Linked DNA regions of Mus musculus: region 2 is linked to region 1. Evidence: chromatin contacts called from public Hi-C data. All regions are on one chromosome and are shown on one strand. The core of a region is the stretch at or near the end of the contact, and the rest is flanking DNA. Distances in the headings are between cores, read along the strand shown. Region 1 holds the start of Sf3b5 (splicing factor 3b, subunit 5). Region 2 has its middle 80 kb from the start of Gm51759.

Evidence for each region. A called contact is a pair of places that touch in the nucleus more often than the background predicts.
Region 2: a contact with region 1 is called in a Hi-C map of uterus, with 9 times the contacts expected there. The contact joins the enhancer-like site here to the promoter of Sf3b5 in region 1. A contact is called at or near these places in 8 of 39 promoter capture datasets (the 3T3-L1 cell line, 3T3-L1-derived adipocytes, embryonic stem cells and 2 more), 4 of 15 datasets of contacts at CTCF or cohesin (embryonic stem cells, large pre-B cells, pro-B cells and 1 more), 53 of 484 Hi-C or Micro-C datasets (the AML12 cell line, B cells, the BV-2 cell line and 30 more), 4 of 115 datasets of contacts at active chromatin or transcription factors (astrocytes, bone marrow-derived dendritic cells, fetal liver and 1 more) and 3 of 9 other capture datasets (embryonic stem cells, liver and macrophages).

What each region holds. Positions count from the first base shown.
Region 1 is chr10:13,004,730-13,011,719 of GRCm38.p6, reverse strand. Sf3b5 (splicing factor 3b, subunit 5) reads right to left here and starts at 3,270. Exons shown (of 1, transcript NM_175102.4): 1 at 2,537-3,270. The coding sequence starts at 3,097. The coding sequence ends at 2,837.
Region 2 is chr10:14,204,264-14,210,551 of GRCm38.p6, reverse strand. No RefSeq gene overlaps it. Among named protein-coding and RNA genes, the nearest start is that of Gm51759, 80 kb to the right of the region's middle. Within about 2 kb of position 2,706, at least 130 of the 459 cell types and tissues checked have an H3K27ac peak or open chromatin away from gene starts, as enhancers often do. A contact at or near this core is called in the BV-2 cell line, the C2C12 cell line, the P5424 cell line and 7 more, where this site is marked.

The DNA.
Region 1 (6,990 bases), core at 2,021-4,520:
TCCTTTCATTCCATTATTCCCTTAGCTTTTTTTTTTTTTAAGATTTATTTATTTATTATATGGAAATACATTGTAGCTGTCTTCAGACACTCCAGAAGAGGGAGTCAGATCTCGTTACGGATTGTTGTGAGCCACCATGTGGTTGCTGGGATTTGAACTCTGGACCTTTGGAAGAGCAGTCGGGTGCTCTTACCCACTGAGCCATCTCACCAGCCCCAGCTTTTTTTTTTTTTTTTTGAGGGCCTGAGAGATGGCTCAGTGGTTAAGAGCACTGACTGCTCTTCCAGAGGTCCTGAGTTCAATTCCCAGCAACCACATGGTGCCTCACAACCATCTGTAAAGATCCAGTGCCCTCTTTTGGTGTGTCTGACAGCTGCAGTGTACTCATATACATAAAATAAATAAATCTTTTTTTTTTTAAAAAAAAAAAACCCTCTTACTTTTTTTTGAGATTCTAATATATATCATCCCCCCCCCTTTCCTCCCTCCAGTTCCTTCCCATAATCCTCCTTGTTCTCTTTCACATCCATGTCCACGTTTCCATTAATTGTTCCATGTGTGTGTCCTAGCGGTGCTCAGTCTGTAATGCTACTTCTGTGAAGGTTTCAGAGCTCACCGTTGTTATTGGCTAACTAACTGGCCTGGTCTTTCCTGGGAAAGGCTCCCTCTCCCTCTCAGTATTCCTCAGTTGCCTGCAGGTGTGGAGAGTTGAGGCCTGCTGAGGACAGCCTTTCCCTGTCCACGTTAGGGTGTTTACTGTTCTCGTTCAATTCATCTTTAGGCTGCCACATTGGTGAGACTTTATGGGTACAGCTTCAGACATTTCTCGGACACTCTTACAGCATACTCCCTGATTCTCCAGGACTTAACAATATCTCTGCCCCCTCTTCAGAAATATCCCGAGCCTTAGGGGAGGGGTAGGCATATGGGTTGGGATTGGGTCCCACAACTCTGCATTTTAATTGGTTCTGCTTTTCTGTAATGGTTTCCATCTATTGCAAAAAGGAGTTTCCTCATTTTTTTCTTTTAAAGATGTTATTTTCTATGTACACAAATGTTTTCCTGCATGTATGTACAGCACTTTTGTCTGGTGTCCACAGAGGTCACAAAAGTTAGTGGATCCCTTGGGACTGGAGTTACAGACAGTTGTGAGCCACCATGTAGGTGCTGAGTACCAAGTCAGGGTCCTCTTACCATGTAGCCATCTCTCCAGTCTATCCTCCCCTTACTGTCTTGAGACACCATCTCTATCTGAACCTGGAGCTGAGCAGGCAGTCAGAAAGCCCCAGCTATCCTCTCCACAGTACTGGGGCTATATGAACTTGGGTTTTTGCACTGGTAGCAGAAATCTGAACTGGTTCCTGGACTTACACAGTAAGGACTCTTACCTCCAAAGCCAGCCCTCCTGAATTCTGTTACTTCTGTTTGTTTGAAACAGGGTCTATTAGCCCCGTTTGTCCTGAAGTATGCTCATCAGGCTAGCCTTGAACTCATGGATCCAATTGCCTGCCTCCCCACTGGGGTTAAAGGCATGTGCCACCACTCCCAGCTACTGTTACTTTTAAATAAGTTACTAAAAATGCATTTAGTTTTCTCTTCTGCTGAAAGCCAATAGCTATAACCCACATAAAAACTTTGAGTCACCAACCAGCTTCCACGTCTTCTTGTCCTGGTGTTTTCTATTGTTCATCCCTTCCCAGCATACTGCTTTTGTGTGGAGGAGTTGGGGATAGGATTCAAGACAAGGTTTCTCTGTGTAGCCCTGATGGTCCTGAAATTAGATCTGTAGACCAGGCTGGCCTTACACTCGAGATCCTTCTGCTTTTGCCTCGAAAGCACCTGGACCAAGTGTGCACCAACACATTCTTTGAACTCAAGAGATGCCCCAGCCTCTTGGGTGCTGGGATTAAGGTGTGCACCACCACACTGGTATGCTGGTGACTCATACTGCTTTTATGGTTTTCCTTCAGTAAGTCAAACACACTGCTGCTCTTGGGTCCTCTGCCCTGGCCGGAAAACACCTGCATGGCCATTTCTCTTGATTCCTTAAAATCTGTTCTCAAATGACATCTCAGTAAAGTAGCATTGTAAGCATGGTTTTTAAAGTTGTAAACTCTTCAAGCTGGCATAATGTATGCCCTCAAACCTTTGGAAAATGCTCTGGTGAAAAGGGAAGAGGGGTGGGGGGAATGGGGCGCTGAGCAGGATGGGGACGTGATACCACTTGTTTGCCAGTTTATCATTTCTGAAGACACAAAGGGTAATCATCAAGAAAAAGGGGTAAGGGGTAGCGCATAAAGGGAAGGGTAGGAAAGGGATATGGGCAATCTCCGCGCTTCAAGGTTTCTTTGGGACCAGACACACTGTACGCGTGAAGACTATTGAGGTGGGATAATATCATAAAAGTGTGTGTGACGACTTAAGGACTTGCCCTGTGCTTCTGCCCCCATTTCCTATTTATACTCTCACAAAACCTTGATCCACAGAACCCTCTCCTAATAACCTCCCAAAGAACACAGCAATCCATACCAAAGAATAGAGCAAACCCTAAACTTTATATATATATGGTTTTTTAAAAAGGCAAGAAGACATCAACTATCGAAAAGCAGACTCGAAATGCGCATCACTCTCGTGCAGTCTTCTCCCTCGCTTGCCGATGCTGGGATCACTCCTTCTGCACAGTTCACAAGGAGCGGACCCGGACAGTCTCTCCATGACTTGTTCCGAATCCTCCACAGGTACGCAGGTCAGGCGACACAGCCAACACGGAATGGTCGAGATGCAGGAGCAAGGAGGCTCGCAGCCGGCACACGGGGAAGACTGGGCAGCGCTCACCTCAGTTCTCCTCGGGCTTGTCCGCGGGCGGCCCGCTGGGCTGCAGCATTTTCTCCATCAGGTTGAACCGCACGCGGGCTTTGCTCTCGTTCTCGGCAATGGCGAAGTAGTTGAGGAGGTCGAAGTGGCCCATGTAGGAGCAGTAGGAGTCGCGGTGCTGGTTCACCAGCCATTCCCACTTGGTGGTGTCGGCGTGGCCCGTGCCGATGTACTTGGACTGCAGATGCTCCAGCTGGCTGTGGATGGTGTACCGGTCCGTCATCGCGCCGCTCTGCTCGTAGGCTCCGAGGTCAGGACACAGACGAGAAGCTGCCGCTCGCGGCGTTCAAGTGAGAGACGCTGCCGCTGCCGGTGCCGCCGCCGCCACGCAAAACCTCAGTTCGTGCAGGCGCGGGAGAAAGACGCCACCGAGACGCAGGAGTAGACAGTCTTTTCCTAGGCGGAAGCGGAAGTGCCGTCTGTCGCGGGATTGGAGTTGCCTAGGAAACACTGGGCCGTCTCCTCACGGAGCCCGCCTACTTCGAAGAGTGTTGCATGATGGTCCGCTTAGTGGCTCTCGGGTGATCACGTTCTAGTCTGAGCGTTGCATTCTGGAACAAGTAGTCCAAAGAGTTTGTTTTAGGGTTTTGTTTTGTTTGTTTTGTTTTTGCCTGGCTGCTGTAGGACGATGGCAAACGGCCTCTGAGAGTTATCCCACGGCTCTGGGCTACTAAGAAGGGGAAATCCAAGAGGGTTTCAACTACAAGCAACCAGGAAAATTAACTCTTGTACCTAGAAGCTAACGTGGCAGCATGGTTCCCCCGCGGTCCCAGCTTTGTCTCTTAGAATTTGGGCACTGGGAAAAGTATTTTTGGTGATCAGTGTCAGCCCCAGTAGTCTCACTAATGGCTCCCACAACGAGCTCCAGGCTCCCGTTTCTCAACCCATTGAGGGGTTGTTTGCTCTAGGTCACTCAAAAGCTATTCCTTGAAGTCAGATGTGGTTCAAGACTAGATAGATAGATAGATAGATAGATAGATAGATAGATAGATAGATAGATAGATAGATAGATAGATAGATAGATAGATAGAAAGAACACCTCTCTTTCTAGTCACCTGTGTTTTTCTGCTGATTACTGCCTTACGTTGGGGGTTGTGCACTTTCTCACGTTACAAACAACTCAGAAAAGATAATTGTACTTCTTTTATGGTATCCCTTAAGGATACATGTATAGCCTGATGTAGATTGTACTCTCAAAAAACCATTTTAGGAATGGGGTAAGAGCAGTCACAGCCAAAGAGAATGGACAATGACAGACAATTTGAAAATACAGGAGTTTGGGGGTACTTTTGTTTACTTGGTGGGGGGAGGATCTGGCCCTGAGCTCACAGCAATCCTCCTGCCTTTGCCTCCTGAATGCTGGGATTAGAGGTGAGTTCCGCTCCATCCAATATTAATTCTTCTGTTTAAATTTTGTCATAATAAGCATCATGCCAGGTGGTGGTGGCACACACCTTTAATTCCACCACTTGGGAGGCAGAGGCAGGCAGATCTCTGAGTTCAGGGGCAGCCTGGTCTACAGAGCTAGTTTCAGGACAGCCAGGGCTACAAGGAGAAACTCTGTCTCAAAAAAAAATAAAACCAACCAACACCAAGACTTAGACAACATAATACACATCTTATTCCTAAAATATAGAGACTATACGGCAATACCTGTGGATATGCCATCCAGCCATACTATACCTGTCTCTTATTATTTATTTATTGAGACAGGGACTCAAATTCTCTGCACCTGCTTCAGACTTTGAAGTGATCTATCAGAGGCTTAGTCACCTTGTCAGGCTTCATTTTAACCCTTTAATTGTTTACTGTTTCACTGTCGTTTCTTTTGGTTTGCAGGGGTTTTGTTATTGTTTTTTGTTTGTTTGTTTGTTTGTTTGTTTTGTTGGGTTGGGTTTTTGAGACAGAGTCTCTCTGTGTAGCCCTGCCTGGCTGGCCTGGAACTCACTTTGTAGACCGGTCTGGCCTCAAATTCACATAGAGGCCTGACCTCAAAGTCACAGAGATCTTCCTGCCTCTGCCTCCCTAGTGCTGAGGTGAAAGGTGTGTGCCAGCATCACCCTGCTGGTCTGTTGTATTTCTGCTGCTGTCCATTGCGGATTTAAATTCTTCACTCATTTCTTCTCGGCTCCTCTCCTCCCCAAGTTGCTTTCAGTCACAGTGTCCATCGCAGCAATAGGAACTCCGACTGAGACAATTAGATCCCCATGAACACCCTTCTAGTAAAAAATAAGACAAAAAACTAGTGGGACGCCAGTGTTATTAAGTGTGGCTTAAGAATATGAAAACGTTCCTGAAGTCAAAAGAGCCTAGGAAGAAGTCGCACTCATATGCATCCATTGAGAGTCAAGTGTCCCTTGCTAGCTCTGCCATAGCAAGAACCTATGGAGGGGCCTAAACAACAGGAATCTATGTCCTCACAGTGGAGAGAAGGGAAGTTCAACAGCAAGATGTTGGTTATATTCCAAGGCCCCTCTTAGCTTGTACGTGCTATCTTCTCTCTGAGTTTTGACATTCCTTCTATATCTATGTCCTAATGTCCCCTTCCATGACACCAGTCACACTGGATCAGGGCTCACTCATGGGACCTCGTTTTACCTTAGTTATGTTTTTATGGCTGTGATAAGACAGAGCTATTTGGGGCTTACAGTTTCAGAGCATTAGAGTCCTTGGCCATCAATGTAGAGAACATGGTGGCAGGCATTTCTCTAGAGCAACATCTGAGAGCTCACATCTTGAGACACAGGTACATTTTCAGGTCCTGGAGGTCCGGCCTTCCCTATGTTAATTTTAGTGGGGCAGATTTCAACCATTAACACTTATATATGGTGATATGGAATAAGCAAGAGACTTCTATTGTTGATGTTTTGTTGCAATGCTGGCACAAACCCAGAGCTTATTTAGGCAAGTGCTGTACTACTGGGAGTGCCTTAGCCCCACATATTTAAGTTAATTATATTTATGAAGACAATGTAAAAACTTGAAAAGGATTTTTGTTGATAAGTCTTTTTGCAATGCCTATAGAAAATGAACAATATGTGTATATTAGTAAGTGTAAAATGTTTAAACATCAAAACTTTGAATGGAATTCTGATTTTTTTAAAAGCCCCTCAGAAATGATTTGTAAAATGTATTAGGCTTATAAGTATAATAGAATTTTCAGGCAAACTTAAAAGTTTGGAGAAAGAAAGGCAGTTTTGATCTGTAATTTTGATAAGTAGAGCACTAACTTTTATAACCTAAGTAAATTGCTGAGTACTTTCTGTGTGTTCCCAGATGACTTTTAGATTTTGTTTTCCTGCAACAGGGTCTCGCTCTATAGGCTGGCCTGGAATTTGAATTACTCCTGTCCCTGTCTTCTGAATCCTGGGATTACAGCTGAGAGCCACCACCCCAGCCCAAATGACATTTAAGTCATCCCAAAGCCCTCACATTTAACTCTGTCAGCTTTCAGATAGTAGAAAAACTCAGCATAATTTTAATAAACATTATATTAAATTTATAAAATAAATGGGGAAAATTGAACCTATATTGTATTAAATTTTCTCACTAGTATATAAAAATATATTTTCATTTATTCATGTACTTTTAGAAGCTTTAACTGAATCTGTTTGTCTTTCTTTGGTCATCTCTCATCTTCTGCTAGATTTATTTGCGGGGGGAGGGGCTACCCTGTATATGTAGCGGGTTGGTCTGATACTGCTTGTATTCCATTCCTAAATAGTGGTTCCTCAAGGTGTGGTTGCCCCCGATGAGCAGATCCTCACATACTCAGTGATGCCATGCAAACCTTCTCCCCAATTTAACTGGTCAATAAAAGGCTGGAGCCTGTGATTGGACAATGTGGGGAGAAAGGTGAGACTGGAGGTTCGAGTGGGGGAGGGGGTAGCAGGTAGAGAGAAAGGAAGAAGAGAGGGGGGTGGAGGATGAAGAAGCCACCATGAACCAGAACCACATGACCAGGAGAAACAGCAATAAGTTAGTATAAGCCTACATCTACCCAATTTAGGCTTATGGCTTATAAATAAAATAGCTGGATTGTGTGTCTTTTATACGGGATTGTCAGAATAATAAATTCCTACTACTTTTATATTTAAAGATGTTCTGTGAGAATCC
Region 2 (6,288 bases), core at 1,457-3,956, 1.2 Mb before region 1:
TTTTCCTCTCCACACAGCTATGGAAAGGCTTTCCGAGACCACCCTGACTGTTGGAGAGAAAAGGACATCTGAACTGAGTGCTGTCTTGAGAATTATCCCCACTGTGTGGAAACCATTACCCCAGGGGTACATCCTGAGCCTCAGCGGCCAATGATCCCAGAAAGATAGCAGCTAGAAGCAAAACCACGAACTTGGTTCACAGAGATTTCTTGGTGCACTGTCACTCTCCCTTGTTGCATGTATATCACACCATACTCTGGGTTGTGGAGAGATTTGTCTTCCTTAGCGGTAAGCACTCCGTGATTCACTCTTTACCAAGAACTAAGGAAGAGGAAGTTCAGCAAATCCTCCCCTTTAGGAGTTGGCCCAGGATTATGTAAGTGGGTTGAGAGGAATAGTAGAAACAGATGATTTTAATTCACCTCATCTGTTCAGTACCTGCAGCGCAGATGCGGTGTTTGTGAGCATTGCAGCATCTGTTTCATTATACTGTTACCACATCCCTAGACTCTTTCGGCGCATTAGCCATCTTCAAATTGTCTTTCTGAAACATATGTATGCATTTATATATTCCCTCTGCGATGCCTTATTGAATATGATCAGGCAAAATACACCCATTTCTGTGAAATGGTAGAAGCTACTGCGTGTTTCTTTTTAAAACATCGAAAGACATCCTATAATTTTCTTCAATGGGTCTCCATGCCCTTTCCTTGAAAATGTGTGATGTCATTCATTATCCTTACCATCTCCATTACTTTTATTATGATGAGAGTTTAATGCAGGCGATAGGCATCATCTGTCTAAGGTACATATAGCTCTACATAATCTAGCCCAAAGGGTTCCTTTTTAGCTCTGAAAAGGAAATTGTCGTTTTAGCACATGCTATGTAGAATCTTGTTGAGATGCAGCACAAAGGGAACCCTATTAAATCAGGAACCAGCATGCACACTCTGCAGAGGCCCCTCGGTGGAGGCTCATTGGATGATTTCTGCCCTCTCAGGCCACCTCCCCATCTACAGTGTTCTGTGGGACACTGTAGGACAGCATCAGTGCTTGGTGGGACAGCCGACAATCAGAGCGGTGTCATAATGACCACTGCTATGCTCTGTGGGCTATTCTTGCCTTAACATTTCTTAACTCTTAGAATACTTCCTGGTCCTCTACCTCCTCTGCCTATAAAGAGTGAAAGGGGCCCTCTCATGAGACCACCTATTCCTTCCGTTCCCACCCAGTAGAATAGTATTTACAGTGAGCCTAATTTTTCTTATGCCTTTCCAGACCGGACTACTGGACTTCAGAGAGATAGAGAATGAGCCTATATTTATGGGCTTTTAAAGAATTATTTATTTATTTTATTTTTATGAGTACACTGTAGCTCCCTTCATGCATGCCAGAAGAGGATATCGGATCCCATTACAGATGGTTGTGAGCCACCATGTGGTTGCCGGGAATTGAACTCAAGACCTCTAGAAGAGCAGTCAGTGCCTTTAACCACTGAGCCATCTCTCTAGCCCATCTCCTAAGTCCATGGAGTAATGTTGTTTATTCCACAGTGAAGGGACAAGCATGTGAGTAAATGAATGTAGAGAATTTTAAATAGTGTTTCAGTATATCATTTTAAGAGAGCACTTATTAAATAGTAGAGACTCAATAAGTACTGCATTTTGATAATTCAACGAGTCATATATTTTTGATGAGCCGAAGTCATCTTCCCTGCATCTGGGTAAAGTATTCAGTAACAGACAAGAAGAACTCAGTCTCTGTTTAGATGAAAATAAAATATAGCACTTTGTCCTATATTTTAACCTGAAAATTGTTATTAATTTATCCATAACTTGCTTTGAGAAGTGCACAAATGTTCAGCGATTCCTCTGTATTTGAAAGCTCCAAGAATGACATCAAAGTATATTTTTAACACTGTAACATAGAAAAAGTTGGCTGTCTGCTATGGCCCCTGCTGAGGGTCTCTCTCCTGACTGGGATCAGGAACAAACACTGTCTTTGTGTCATCCAGGTTGACAGGGAGGCTGCAGCGGACTCTCACCTTGTCCGAGACCTCTAGCCAAATGCCTTCCCTGTTTCTTCTCCCTGTGCTCTCTGCAGAGGAGCTAACTTCAAAATTGCATCAGCCGGCTCGGCTCACTGTTATTTCAAAGTGATGCTCACACGTGAGAAAGAAGCCTGTGGCAAGCCTTTCAAAGTACTAAAACTGTGACTCACTGCCAGACAGAAAAAAAAAGTCTTCTTTGCACACACACACACACACACACACACACACACACACACACAAGCCATAACACGCTACTGCTAAAATTAAAATTAATTTTTTTCTCAAAACAGGCCATCCATGGCTACACATCAGTAATAACATTACAACTTAAACCTTAACAAAAAGAGTCTAATTTTCCAGTGGATTCGGGGAAGAACATTAGATAATACTTAATAGCAGGAGCAAAACAGAGATGTTCCCTGAAAAGTGATTTAACTGGGTGATGTCATGGAGTTATGAGGGAAGGGTAGTCTGGCTTTCTTGGCAATGTGAGCTTCAAATGAAGTTTGGAAGTAATTTAAAAAAAAATGTTGTTCCACAAAAATGTATCAGTCATATAATTCAGAAAAGCCGTGACTTTGCACTTAGGAAAGACTGTCTCCTCTCTCTACTTCATCTCCAGAGCTGATTCTGTCACTTAAATAGAAACCACAGGCCTTGCTTGACACATGCTACTCCGACTCTCACTTCCTGTTTCATAACAAACTACTCCCCCTCCCTTCTGGGAGCTTGCAATCTGTCCCAGAAGCCGCAGATGTATGATACAATGAAGCAAAAACTGAGGGAGAGCAATTAGTCTGAGGACTAAAAGAAAAAAAAAAAAAAAACTGTTTCTTTGTCTTCCTTCCATCCGGGTAGTTGCTGAAGATCGGAGAAAGCAAGGAAAGATCAATATGCATCTCCAACATGTCAAAATAGGTTGAAAAATGAAACATTCATTCGGCCTCTCGCTTGTTTATGTTTGTAGTGCATGTTTGGTAGCTGAATTGGTCCCTTTGGATATTGTCAAGTGGGGCTTGAAGGAATAATGAGCAGACACTTATTTTAAAGAGCAAACAGCAGTGTAAGAGGAGAAGCAAAAATAGCAGAGCTGGAGAGTGGGTTCTATGAGGTGGAGTATGACAGAGTCTAACTCGCTTCTCATCCAGCTGAGAGCGCTTCCTAAGGACACCACCCAAAGAGCCATGAAGCTGGAAAGGGCAGGCATTTGCATCCTCAGCCAGAGCTTCTGATTGACAGCCCACTTACCCGAAAGCATCAGGAGGCTTTGGGAAGTGTGCCCACATTCAGCCAAGATCAAGCCTTTTTGGATATAAGCATATATAATGAGGTGCATGAGCAAGGAATCTTAAAGCAAGGTGGTAAGTGGATTCAACATTAACCATACTGTTTATCCACTTTAAACAGAGTCAGAAAGGAAAGTTCATTGAGGGGCTGGGGAGATTGCTTGGTCAGCAAAGTCCTGCTCCTCAGGCGTGAGGATCTGAGTTGCATCCCCAGAATCCAGGGAAAAAAAAGCAGGGTATAGCACACACTTGTAAACACAGTGTTGAGAAGGTCCCTACTGCTCCCTAGGTCAGCTTAGTAAATAACAGGATCCTCGTGAAAGTGAGAGACCAAAGGAGGGTGTCTTAGTCAGGGTTTCTATTCCTGGACAAAACATCATGACCAAGAAGCAAGTTGGGGAGGAAAGGGTTTATTCAGCTTACACTTCCATACTGCTGTTCATCACCAAAGGAAGTCAGGACTGGAACTCAAGCAGGTCAGGAAGCAGGAGCTGATGCAGAGGCCATGGAGGGATGTTCTTTACTGGCTTGCTTCCCCTGGCTTGCTCAGCCTGCTCTCTTATAGAACCAAGAGTACCAGCCCAAAGATGGTCCCACCCACAAGGGACCTTTCCCCCTTGATCACTAATTGAGAAAATACCCCACAGTTGGATCTCATGTAGGCACTTCCCCAACTGAAGCTCCTTTCTCTGTGATAACTCCAGCTGTGTCAAGTTGACGCATAAAACCAGCCAGTATAATTGATCCCTTGTCAACTTGACAAACAAACACATCACTAGTAAGCCTCAACCCTTAGTTCTTATTCATCTCCAAGATCTTGAATAACTTTAAAAGTCCCACAGTCTTTACATATTAAAAATTCAATCCTTTAAAAATATCCAATATCTTTTAAAATCCAAGGTCTTTTTACAATTAAAAGTATCTTACCTGTGGGATCCACTAAAATATTTTCTTCCTTCAAGAGGGAAAAATATCAGGGCACAGTCACAATCAAAAGCAATAATTAAACTCCAACTGTCCAATGTCTGGGATCAAACTCACAATCTTCTGGGCTCCTCCAAGGGCTTGGGTCACTTCTCCAGCCATGCCCTTTGTAGCACACACCTTGTCTTCTAGGCTCCAGCTGTACTCCACTGCTGCTTCTGTTCTTAGTGGTCATCTCATGGTACTGGCATCTCCAAACCACTGCTGTCTTCCACTGTAACTTGGCCTCAACAATAGCCTCTCATAGGCTCTCTTCATGGTGTCAAGTCTCAGCTCCTTTGCATGACCCCCTCAGTCCTGGGCCATCGATTGCAACTGAGGCTGCACCTTCACCAATGGCCTTCCATGGCCTCTCACAGTGCCGAGCCTCAGCGTGACCCCTTCATGCCTTCAAAACCAGTACCACCTGGGTAACTCTTACACATTTCCAAGTTGAGCCACAGCACAAGGTACAACCTTGGCTATCTCTGGAACACAGCCTCTGTGCTCTCAGAAAACACTTCCCAGAAGATGTCACCTCAATGATGGTGGTCTCTTCTTAATCACCGCTAATTTCTTAGCTCCAGCTAACCAGCATCAATAGCCCCAGTATTTTTAAAAGATTCATTCTTATACTTCTGTTCCTCTAGAACCAATCCTGGTACCAACTTCTGTGGGGACAGAGAAGGTCACAGAGACAGGTTACAGAGGAGAATGAGAGTACTCAGGATGCAGTGTGTGTGTGTGTGTGTGTGTGTGTGTGTGTGTGTGTGTGTGTAAAATTGTCAATGAATAATTTTAATTAGTAGATGAAACAAAGGTTGAAAGCATCTGAGGAAGACAACAGAGGTTGACACTTGGCCATCACATGTGTGCACATAGAGTGGTAACACACATGCACCCATGTTAATGCACATACAAAAAGCACAGACACCTAAAGTAAAATATCAAAATAAAAGGGTGTACTAAAGGAAGGCACCAGAGGGATCTGGAAATGTTCATGAGAGGATCTGGAGTACAATCAAAACTGGTCCCTGGCCATGTTGTGCACATAAATGGTGACATTTGTCTACAACTCAGATGATTATTTCTGTAATTCAGAAAGAGAAATGAAATGAAAGCGTACACACGTCAGACTGACATGTAAGCATTTCTCAGTAGACTGAGGCAATGGGTTGAATTTAACACCTATAAATTTCATTTCTTCTTCAGATCTTAATCTAGATCACATTTCTTCTTAAAGGCCTCTCTCTGTCTCTGTCTCTCTGTCTGTCTCTGCCTCTCTCTCTCTCTGCAAACATTATAAGATAAAGAAGGGGTCTTTATCCACCCTTTTGCATGTTGCTATATACTTTTTCAGCACCATGTTTCCTCATTTTTGCATATTCCCTTTTTTGTAAGAAAGGACCTCATGTAGCCAAGGCTGGCCTCAGAATCACATTGCAGCTGAGGGTAGTCTTGAACTCCTGAACCTCCTGCCTCTACTTCTCAAGGCCGAGGATTGCAGATGTGTGTCTGCATGCCCAAAACTCATGGTATGTTCTTAGAATTCTTCTCAAATATTCTTCAAGGAAACTTAAAATAGCACTGCCATGCGAGCTATTAATTTCACATCTGATTTTTTGTCCACCAGATTTACAGATTTGTCATTTTCAGAATTATTCACAATGTCCAAGACACAGGATCAACTTAAATGTCCATCAGGGATCAGACAGAAGGCAATGCAGTATATACATGGCATGAAATACCATTAAAGCTTTAAAAAGAAGAAAATCCTTCATAAATCACAACATGGGTGAAGCTGGAGGTTATCATACTAAATTAAATAAGGCAGTCAAAGAGGGCAAAACCTGCATATTTCTACATGTATGAGGTATCAAACACAACCAAACTCATACATGCGAAGATTTGTGTAGTGATTTCCAGAGTTGGGGGAAGGAGGGATATGAGAAGCTATTGGTCAATGCTTAAAGGACTAGGTATGTATAG